2 separate regions of the Mus musculus genome follow, and region 2 is linked to region 1. A link is a contact called in public ChIA-PET data. All regions are on one chromosome and are shown on one strand. The core of a region is the stretch at or near the end of the contact, and the rest is flanking DNA. Distances in the headings are between cores, read along the strand shown.

Region 1 (4,876 bases), core at 490-2,989:
TCCATTCCTCACATACTTTTCAACATCTCGAACATGTTGTTATTACAGGAATAACAGGAAAATTCATGCCATTGTCCTAACTGACTAGACATCTCTGCAAGGAACATGTTTATACTTTGGTAATTCCATGGCTCAAATAAAGCAAGTGTTAGGAGCCATGTGAGAAGGAGTGTCTGAGCTGGTTTTCTTGGATCATTGGGTCTGGGTTCCAGTTCTCCCTTTCTCTATATTCAGTGACTCTTGTGTCCTTCAACTTAGTCAAGCACGTTGCCCTGCTATCTACGATTTGCAATGTGGTGGTCGAAATGGTCATATGTGCAGTGTTTCCCTGAATGGATGGTATTCCTGGGACACTGCTCTACTAGAGCAAACTGTCTCCTGCATGATGAATTCCAGATGCAAGAGTCCGTACCACATTTTTATTGTTTTATTTATTGCCTTAAATAATTACTAAAAAGAAAAGTCCTCACAGACAATCCCAACCCATACCTAGTCTTTATCCCTTAGCTTTGTCTCTCAGGAGCCTGAGCTTGCTCTGGGGTGCTCATTTTGTTTTAGCCATAGAAACCCTTTGGAGCCACATAGTATTTTAGTGACCAGTGTCCCCTTGCTTTGTTCTCTTCCCCTTGTAGTGGTGCTCAGCAGTCTTTACTTTCTTAGAAGCCTGCGCTTTGCCTGCACCCAACTTAAACATTTAACATTTTTGTTTTGTGTGACTGAACTTGCACTTCCTGCACTAAATACAATATTAAGCATAGTAGTTTATGTAGTTAAAATTATTATGACTCTTGTTTCCCAAAGAATAAAAGTTGGGTTTGATTTCGACTGCTTACACTTTAATGGTGCCATACAGAGAAGTTTCCCTTCAGATCCTTGGGAGCTGCCTTCTGGCCAGTGCCTGGATTTTACCTCTTTTGAGGGAACTTCCCCTTGGCTTCCTGCTGATGTCCAGCTGGCTCAGTTCTCTCCCTTTAGACACTAACTTTTGGGATTAACCCAAGTGTGAATTATTAATAATAGTTAAAGCATTATCATTTTACATTCCCCTTCCCACACTCTCCTTCTCAACATTAGCCATAAGCATCACTGTTTGCAATAGAAAGCAAATTAGAAATATCAGATAACTTGGGCAGGGAGAGAATTCAAGGTACCCAGAAATCATACAATGAATTTTCTACTTTTAACTCCTAGTCATAATACTTATGAAATAAAATCAGCCCCTGCTTGGTAGCTGTGGGTATTCACAGAGCCCTCTGTCAGGGACCAAGGGTTATTTTGCTTCTCATTCTGAGTGCTTTATAGGTCGATGGAAACCTTCCTATCAATTTACTGAGTAACCTTCCTGTAATAAGATTTCACCTTGTCTCAATTTTTCCTTCTATAAAATGAAAATACTACTACACTTTCCTATTTATAGGATAATCAAGGTTTTTTTTTTTTTTTTTTTTAGCTCTGGGTAAAAGCACAGTGTATCTTTTGCAGTTGTAGTTCTGACAGTGCTGTGTTGAATACAGGCTAGCCAGTTTCACTTTTCATTTGTGCTGAACTAACATATAATAACTGCACTAGTGAGGCAGGCTCGATAGTCAGTAGTTCTGTATAGGAAACAGCAGGCACTCTGGCTACCCAGCAGTGGCCAGAAATTGAAGACTAGCTCTTGAAATTGAAGATGAGCATTTATATAAAACTTACTCTACACCGTGGTTTCAAGATTCAAGAAAAAATGTTGCTAAAATTGTTGGATCATCAATGAATATGAAATATCATTATCAGCCATCAGGTATATATCTTAGTTGAGGGCACAGTTAGAAGGTAAATAATTAAAACAAGGGATCTTGAGTCTGGTAGATGAGTCTCACTCTGGGTATTCCACTCTTTATACTGGTTATATCTGCGTTACTGGGATAATCACCCAACTTATGGTGTTTCAGTGCCCAGTTTCATGTGTTATAAGTGAGAAGGTATGTAGTTACCTTATAGGAATCACACAAGAATTAAACAGGTTGGTATATATGAAATACATGCTATAGACAGAGTAACTACAATACAAGATGTGTTAAAACATAATATTGAATAAAACCCACTAGGGAATGAAAAATATTTTCATAAATTAAAAATTACACTTATTTACTTATTTGTTTGGTGATGTGTATGTGTGTGTGTCTGTGTATCTGTCTGTGTGTTTGCTCCCTTGACCATGCCAAAGCCAAACAATTTGCCTATTCCAAATAAACATTCAATGGAGTTGGTTCTACTCTTCCATCATGTGTGTAACAAAGGTCTAACTCAGATTATGAATCTTGTAAGCAAGTGTGTTTCCCCGTTCAGCCATCTGACAATCACAAAAGGAATATTTTTTATATGAATGAGATTCTCAAAAAAGTATAATGATGAAAGAAAACATCATAATTGAAAGAAATGTAATTATATTGATGTGTATTGATGCTTGTAGGAAAACTCCAACTCCATTTTCTTGATGTTCACAAAAAAGAAAAAATGAATATTGCAGACATTGTTTCAAAAAATGATTTACACTTGTTGATTATCCTCTTATTACTCTAGTACCTTATCTGAATGTGGTAATATTGAATTTTATATATCTATTATTGCCAATAGAATACGAATGCCTAGTAAATCCATAAACATTCATAGCTACCCATGCAAAAAATAAAATAATTAGTTACAGAAGTATCTCGTATTTGGGAAGCTATCTACTGACACTCCTTCCTCTGATATTTAAAAACTGTGCATAATTTATGCACTGGAACTTGAAGGGAATGGCCTCCATGGTGACTTTCAATATTTTGAGAGCATTGTAATATGTATTTTAAAAGTGCTTTCTATTGTGATGTTTTTCAAGTTTTTAAGCACATAAAAGTGGATTTGGAAGGCTAATGCTATAGAGGGATTCCTTTAAGTCATCTCATTGAAGCCAGTAAAAGGATATGTGTGGCCATTTCTGTATAGTAACATAGACAAAATATGATGATTTTAATTATGGTTATTAATTTAACTTTTGTTAAGGGAAAGATTAATTATAATACCCTGCTTGTATAACAGCTCTTTATTTCTTTAAACCAACACTAAACACTTGTGTAGCAGTGAATTAGTTTTGATTTAATAGGAGCAGTTGTAATAGAAAATTAAGCATTTGTTTTGGATTTGAAATGTACTCAAACCATCCCTTTTTTATAAGGAAACACAATATATGAATGTTCAAATTTATATACACCATGAATCAGCTCTGCCCATTTCCTTGGTAAACACTGTATATGTGCAGAAGGCTTCAGCCCTTCCACCCTACCACATTGGTGAGGACAGCTATGGGCTCTATAGGCTCCAGCCTTGTCTGTTGATTTAGTGAAACGAAACTAAGGATATAGGGGCAAATATGATTTTGTGATTTGTGAAGGTTTTAGAAATAGTATGTTTTCTTTTCAGACGTAAGCACATTGCCACTATAATCTTGCAAGTGTATATTAATATATATGGTCTTAAAATGTGACTATCACATTGTTTCAGGGCAGAATGAAGAGAAAGAGCAATCCAATTTGGATGCTAAAAATAAAATTTCTGGGAAAAATGTTACCATACAAATTTTGTTATATTCTCCCAGAGATAGATACATTGCACATTTTAGGCTTAAAGGTTATTAATTGTAAGATCAATCTTATTTGTTAGTAATACTGAGTTATTAAAAATAGTATATAAAAAACATAGGAGATTTGATTATAGTTTCCTCACAACTGACACAGCAATAGTTCTATATACTTTTCCAAACACTGTAGATTGTGGTGTACTTATATACAGGTCTTAGAATTTCATTTGATTAGTGGCTGTTGGATCAGATTCATGTTCTGGTCTTTAGTGTAGAACAGATCTGCTTTGAAAATGGAGTAAGAGATAAACTTGATAATTTAGCCATTGTATTAGTTACTTTTATTATCATTGTTGCAAAAATCTAAGAAAGGCAAATTAAGGTATTCAAACTTTATTTTGGTTTACGGTTTCTGATCCTGGTGAAGTGAGAACAGCAGAAGACGAAGGAAAGCTACTTATACTACATCTGCAATTATGAGAGGTGGCAAGCAATAGAAGAGCTTAGTTAGGTTTCTCCTTTATGTTCTGTCCAGGAACCACATCTTCTGAATAACCTGCACACATTCAGTGTATGTCTTTCTGCCTCAGTTAAATCTTCCTGGAAACACTTTTACCAACTTACCCAGAAGTGTATTTCCTGAGTTATTCTGAATCCAGTCAAGTTGACAGTGAGAATTAACCATAACTGTAATCATTGCATTATTTGAACTATTGAAACAAGATCAAAAATGAGAAAAAAAATATAAATGTCAGCTGGCTGAACCACCCAGTGCTCCCAAGGATTAGCTCAGCAACCATGGAGTGGACAGGGAGTGATTCAGGGCTCCAGGTACCTAGGTAGTGTGGGAAGCCACAAACACCATTACAAGATGGTGCTGGCTACCACTGGCCACAGCCCATGATTATGGGTAAACAACCAATGTGCGCATGTGCATAAGAGTTTTTTTGCCGAGTCACTGCCTGGCCTGACACATATTAATGAGGTACTGGTAGCATAACCAATCAGGTATGGACACGTCACTCCTAGGCCTATATAAGCAGCACCATTTCTGGGCTCAGGGTCTTTCGCCTATGCAGTCAAAGCTTTCCCAATGAACGTGTGCAGAAGGATCCTATTGCATTGTCGTTCTTGCTGGCGAGTCAGGCGCTCACAAGGTAACAGAAGATGGCTTTGTTTGACATCAATTTGAAGGGAGGTCCTTGGTCCTGTGGAAATTTGATGCCTAAGCATAGGGGGATGCTGGAGCAGTGAGGCAGGAGTGGGTGGGTGGGTGGG
Region 2 (4,885 bases), core at 1,726-4,225, 170 kb after region 1:
AATTTTAGCTGTGAAATAAATGTAGCTTGGAAAATAAAATTGGGGAAAATGTTAAATTCGGCATCTGGAAAGAAGTTTTCCATCATTTTTATTCAAATACTTATTTTCATTAAAACTAGAGGACTTTTTCACATTTGTTTTGTCCTGACTATAAGAGGCATTATTACCAAAGTATGCAGACTGCTTACAAACAAAACAATGCTTTCTTAATAAATGCTATATTTATTTACTTACGGGGCAGTGTGTGTGTGTGTGTGTGTGTGTGTGTGTGTGTGTGTGTGTTGCACTTGTGAAGTGCAAAACTTATCAGAGTCAGTTCTCTCTTACCACATGGGTCCTGGGAATCAAACTTAGGTCACCTACCTTGGTGGCAAGTACCTTTACCTTCTGAGCTTTATAGAAATTCTTCAAAATGCTTTTTGTGACTAAGTAAAGTATTATAGAATTTATTATTCAAAGCTATACTCAACCTTACATTACATATTTTACCAATGATCAACTTAAAAATAGCACCAAATACATTTTTTAAAAAACATGTAATATTACCTTTTTTTTTCTCCCAGCTTTCTTGCTTCTGAAGAAAACAGATAATCATTGCACTATGGAAAACTAGACTATTATTTTGAAAGCTTCTGCTATAGCCAGACACAGATTACTTGTTTTGGGCTGGGTTTCTGTTTCATTCTTCTGCACTGTCTGTCTCTTAGAATTAGTTACGTTTGGTGCTTCGTCCTCTTTTGTATCTGAGCAGTTTTTCCCAAGCCTTCCTGAATTTGAGGAGAATAGTCGCTATCGCTATACTACAGAGCCTGGCTGGACATAGGAGGAGAGTTATAGTCCTCCTGGAACCATATTTTGATGCTATCATTCCCCCACCCCATCGGGCACTACTACCACAACTCCCACCACCCCCACAATCAACACACCACTATCATCACAGCCATCACACGGCTAGTACTTAGCAAGTGTCATCTGTTAATTCCATATTCGTTTAGTGTTCATCACGTCTCCGGGGACAGTGGCATTCTATCAGATTTGCCATCTTAAATATCTTGCTATAATTTGCATCATCACTGATATTTTAGCCACTCTCAAGTCAGATATCGAATTAACTTTACATGTAAAATATTCTAGGCAAGTGCCTGTGAGGCAGAAACATGACTCAAGGCCCAAAGGTGGGGTGCCTCTGAGCCTGGTGACCTTAGTTTAACTCCCAGAACCCACATGCTAAAAGGAGAGAAAGATCCCAGTAAGCTGCCCTCTGACCTCAGTGCACACTGTGCCAAAATGAGAGAGAGAGAGAGAGAGAGAGAGAGAGAGAGAGAGAGAGAGAGAGAGAGAGCTCACCTTTACTCAAATGCACATCATATACTGTACTCAATAAATAGAAAATGAAAATGTAGTGATTTATAGAGACTATCTAACACTTGAAATGCCATTGCCTCTTCAGATTTCTGTGTTAAACTTCTGTGAAACAATAGTTCCTCTGATATAAACATTGCCTTCCTAGACTGTAAAAAGTTCCTTCAAACAGAGTTCTTGGACTAGTGCTGTAGTTGAGACCAAGTTCTGGATCAAATCTAGCAGTTTGGAATACTGAATGCATTAGCTGTGTACAATGCTGGCAACAGAATAAAGAGGGGGTGGGGGGAACGACAGGTCAGGCTATCTGTCTTTGCCGTACAGTAACCTTTCCATTGGACCATGTGGGTTCCAGGGCTTGGGTATGGGGCAGGGAAGCTACTGAGGTGTCCCTTCGTGGGTGCAGGAGGTCAGGGTGTTTCTTTTTCTAATACTCTTCTGAATTTGTAAAGGAGAAAGATGATAATGAAGACGATTGTTCATTTCCCCAAAGTCAGCTCTGCATGGAAAATATAACTCTTCTCAAACTTTCTTTTGAAAAACCTCCTGACCTAGCTCTCTTTCCCCTCCATTAGGAAAATGTTGCCTCTGTTTTCTAGCCATGGCCCAGAGCCTTAGGGACCGCCATGTGCCAGAGGCTCTGTGTAGGCGGTGACCTCTGGGCCTGTTTCTCAGACAGGTGGTCAGTCAACGGCTGGGGGCCAGGAGTGCTGCACAGCCCCTGTCTTGAGTCAGGCATTTGCCTGCAGCTGAGCTACTGTGCAGAATTCATAAATATGCCTCACCCACGCACACTACATGCACTTGAAAAGCAGAACTCCTGGGGAGATACTTGTGTCAGGCCCTACCAGCTGGATTTTTGCAAAGGGTAGACACATTCAGTCATTGTAGCTTCGACTCCGAATAAGTCAAACGTACCTCTGGCCTGCTTTTCCATTCTCTATTAAGAAACAACAAAGGCAGGGATGAAGTTTCTGGGGTCAGTGATGTAATATCAGAAATGCACTCCCCTGTCAGGCCCTGCCCCAGTGCAGTGTACACCACCCCTCAGCAGAGAGATGTGTGAGTAACTCTGGGCACTCTTTACCCTGATGGTAAAACTGATCTCAAAGCAGTGTTCTCAAACACTAATGGTGTATCCCTCTGCAAGTTCTGACCCAGCATTGCTTCCCTGGGTTCGTCAAGTGCTAATGGATCTTTTTGCTTCTCACTCTCTCGTTTACATACTCGTTACCCAGAAAGGAAAATAGTGTTCAAGCACTTTAAGTCATAGGAAACATTACTCCAGATTAGTCAAGATAAGAGGCACACACATCATTCTTCACTCAAAAAATGGGTTGTGGGCAATTCTGAGAATTCTCTGCTCTCTGCCTGTTCTTGTATTCTACTTCCTGTATCGCATATCTTTGTTCCAAGAAATTAAGAGTACCTGTCGTACTGCATCTCATGAGGAAGAAATGAAAGGAAGAAAGAAAAAGACTTGTCTATCATAGACTTGAGTGTATCATTCAAATTGTCTCTTGATGGCACTTGATGAAGTCTTGGCTCGATCAAACTGCCTCGCTGATGTCGATATTTCCTAGTAAGTTTGGCAACATACTGGTCTGCGATACTTTCATTATAAACTGGCTGTTCTCCCGGACAAAACCTTCAGTTTCATTTTCAACAAAACAGAGTTCCTGAGATCAGTCACAGACAATTCCCCCAGTGGCTAAGGGGTTATTTCTCCTTTGGGTTGTTACTTTCAGCATGGGTTGGGGCTGCAAGCCCCTCAGATGGGCTGCAGCTCAGGCTTACCAGTGTCGACCTTGGCTTGGGACTGTGACAGCAATAATTCCTAAGAGAATGTTTTTCTTTGATTTGATGATGCTTTTAAAGTCAAACGTCCTGCTAATGATTTATTTTGATGTGTTCTTCTAAGCTCTTTCCTGCTGCCCTGTTCCTTTGTTTTTCCTAAAGTTACAGTAGCTGTTGGTCTTGAGCTGAGTCCTCCTCTCAGTACCCTGAATTGCGCAATTCTTGCTTGGCCCAGTTTAGGCTAGGCATCCTTCCCAGAACCCAGTTGGCTTCTTAAAGGTTAAACAGTTTTGGTAAAAACTACAAATCATGACTAAATAAAACCCATAAAAACTGAAAACCTCAAGGACCTAGGGAAAAGGAATTTTTTTCTTTGACAGTGAACCACATACAGGCAGAGAGCTCATCTTTTTTAAACTTTGTTTCTCTACTCTTCTTCCCAAATTTGGTTTGTTTATTTTAGATTTTTTGTTTAATTTTGTTTTGTTTTGTTTTATTTTGTTTTTTTTTTCTTTTCTTTTCTTGTCTTGTCTTTCCCTCCTTCTCTTCTCTTCTCTTCTCTTCTCTTCTCTTCTCTTCTCTTCTCTTCTCTTCTCTTCTCTTCTCTTCTCTTCTCTTCTCTTCTCCTCTCCTCTCCTCTCCTCTCCTCTCCTCTCCTCTCCTCTCCTCTCCTCTCCTCTCCTCTCCTCTCCTCTTCTCTTCTCTTCTATCTTCTCTTCTTTCTATAGATAGAGCTTCTCTGTACAGCCTAGCCTGGCTTCAAATTCAGGATGCTCCTTCCTTGGCATAATAATGCGTGCTATCTCACCTGATATTTTCTTCTTCTTTTGCTGTTGATTTTGTTTGTTGGTTTGGGCACTGTTCTCCTAAAGCCAAAGCTGCTCTGGAAATCCTGCCTCTAGCTCCTTAGTGTGGTCCTTGCTGGCATGCTCTACCATACAGACATGCAAAACTTACAATCCATTTTGGCTTCACATGTCTCCCCCACCTTAAAGTCGTTTGTGGTCTCTGACTCCTCTAGACAGCGGTAAGCATGGAATCTGTAACAAATCTTTGTGCTCAGTGTCTGTAACCTTTTCATTGTGCTGAGTCAGAATTCTGAAAACAAAACAACTCAGAAAAAGCCAAAAAAAAAAAAAAAAGAATTCTTTTGGCAGGTAAGAACACAATTGTATAATTGATGTGATAGAATGTAGGGGTCTATTCTTCTGCTTCTCTATGGAGAGTAAGTAGAGAATGAGCGGACTTGTGTAGATGTCTTCATAATCATTACAATTTTGGCTTGTGGCTTCTTTAGGTACTTGTTAATAGACTGTTTCTCTTCATTTGTATTTTAGAGGGATTCAAAGTTGTTTGGGGGTATTTTGGTTTAGGGTTTTGATTTTCGTAATTCCAGTAGTTCTCTAGTAAATCCTGTAGAACCATGTCTTTCAGATAATGATGAGCTTTCGTGAATTTTAATTTTCCTGTAAAGAGCATCGCATCGTCTTCTGAGAAGTCTGTCTTCATCACGTCTTCCCATTGGTCTTCTCTCATAAAGTCTTTGCTCCTGTGCATATATGTGGACACAGACTTCTACATTTTAGATTTGCGTATTCAATACCTTTAAGTGAGGCATTAACTCAGCATGTCCACTCTCTTATATCTGTTTCAGCAGTGAGACTGGCTGTTTATCGGTCCTCCAACACAGTGTAGCTTGAAGGTTCACCTGTACTGTCAACTCTTT

What was found. ChIA-PET counts read pairs in DNA pulled down with a chosen protein or histone mark.
Region 2: a contact with region 1 is called in an RNA polymerase II ChIA-PET map of effector CD8 T cells, with 5 times the contacts expected there. The contact joins two enhancer-like sites. A contact is called at or near these places in 4 of 484 Hi-C or Micro-C datasets (CD4 T cells, bone marrow-derived dendritic cells, liver and 1 more) and 6 of 115 datasets of contacts at active chromatin or transcription factors (CD8 T cells, bone marrow-derived macrophages, cardiomyocytes and 3 more).

Annotation. Positions count from the first base shown.
Region 1 is chr6:15,624,827-15,629,702 of GRCm38.p6, forward strand. No RefSeq gene overlaps it. Among named protein-coding and RNA genes, the nearest start is that of Gm36352, 12 kb to the right of the region's middle. Within about 2 kb of position 1,740, at least 45 of the 459 cell types and tissues checked have an H3K27ac peak or open chromatin away from gene starts, as enhancers often do. A contact at or near this core is called in CD8 T cells, bone marrow-derived macrophages, effector CD8 T cells and 2 more, where this site is marked.
Region 2 is chr6:15,790,771-15,795,655 of GRCm38.p6, forward strand. The region is part of intron 4 of Mdfic (MyoD family inhibitor domain containing); the gene reads left to right. Among named protein-coding and RNA genes, the nearest start is that of Mdfic, 73 kb to the left of the region's middle. Within about 2 kb of position 2,976, at least 138 of the 459 cell types and tissues checked have an H3K27ac peak or open chromatin away from gene starts, as enhancers often do. A contact at or near this core is called in CD8 T cells, bone marrow-derived macrophages, effector CD8 T cells and 2 more, where this site is marked.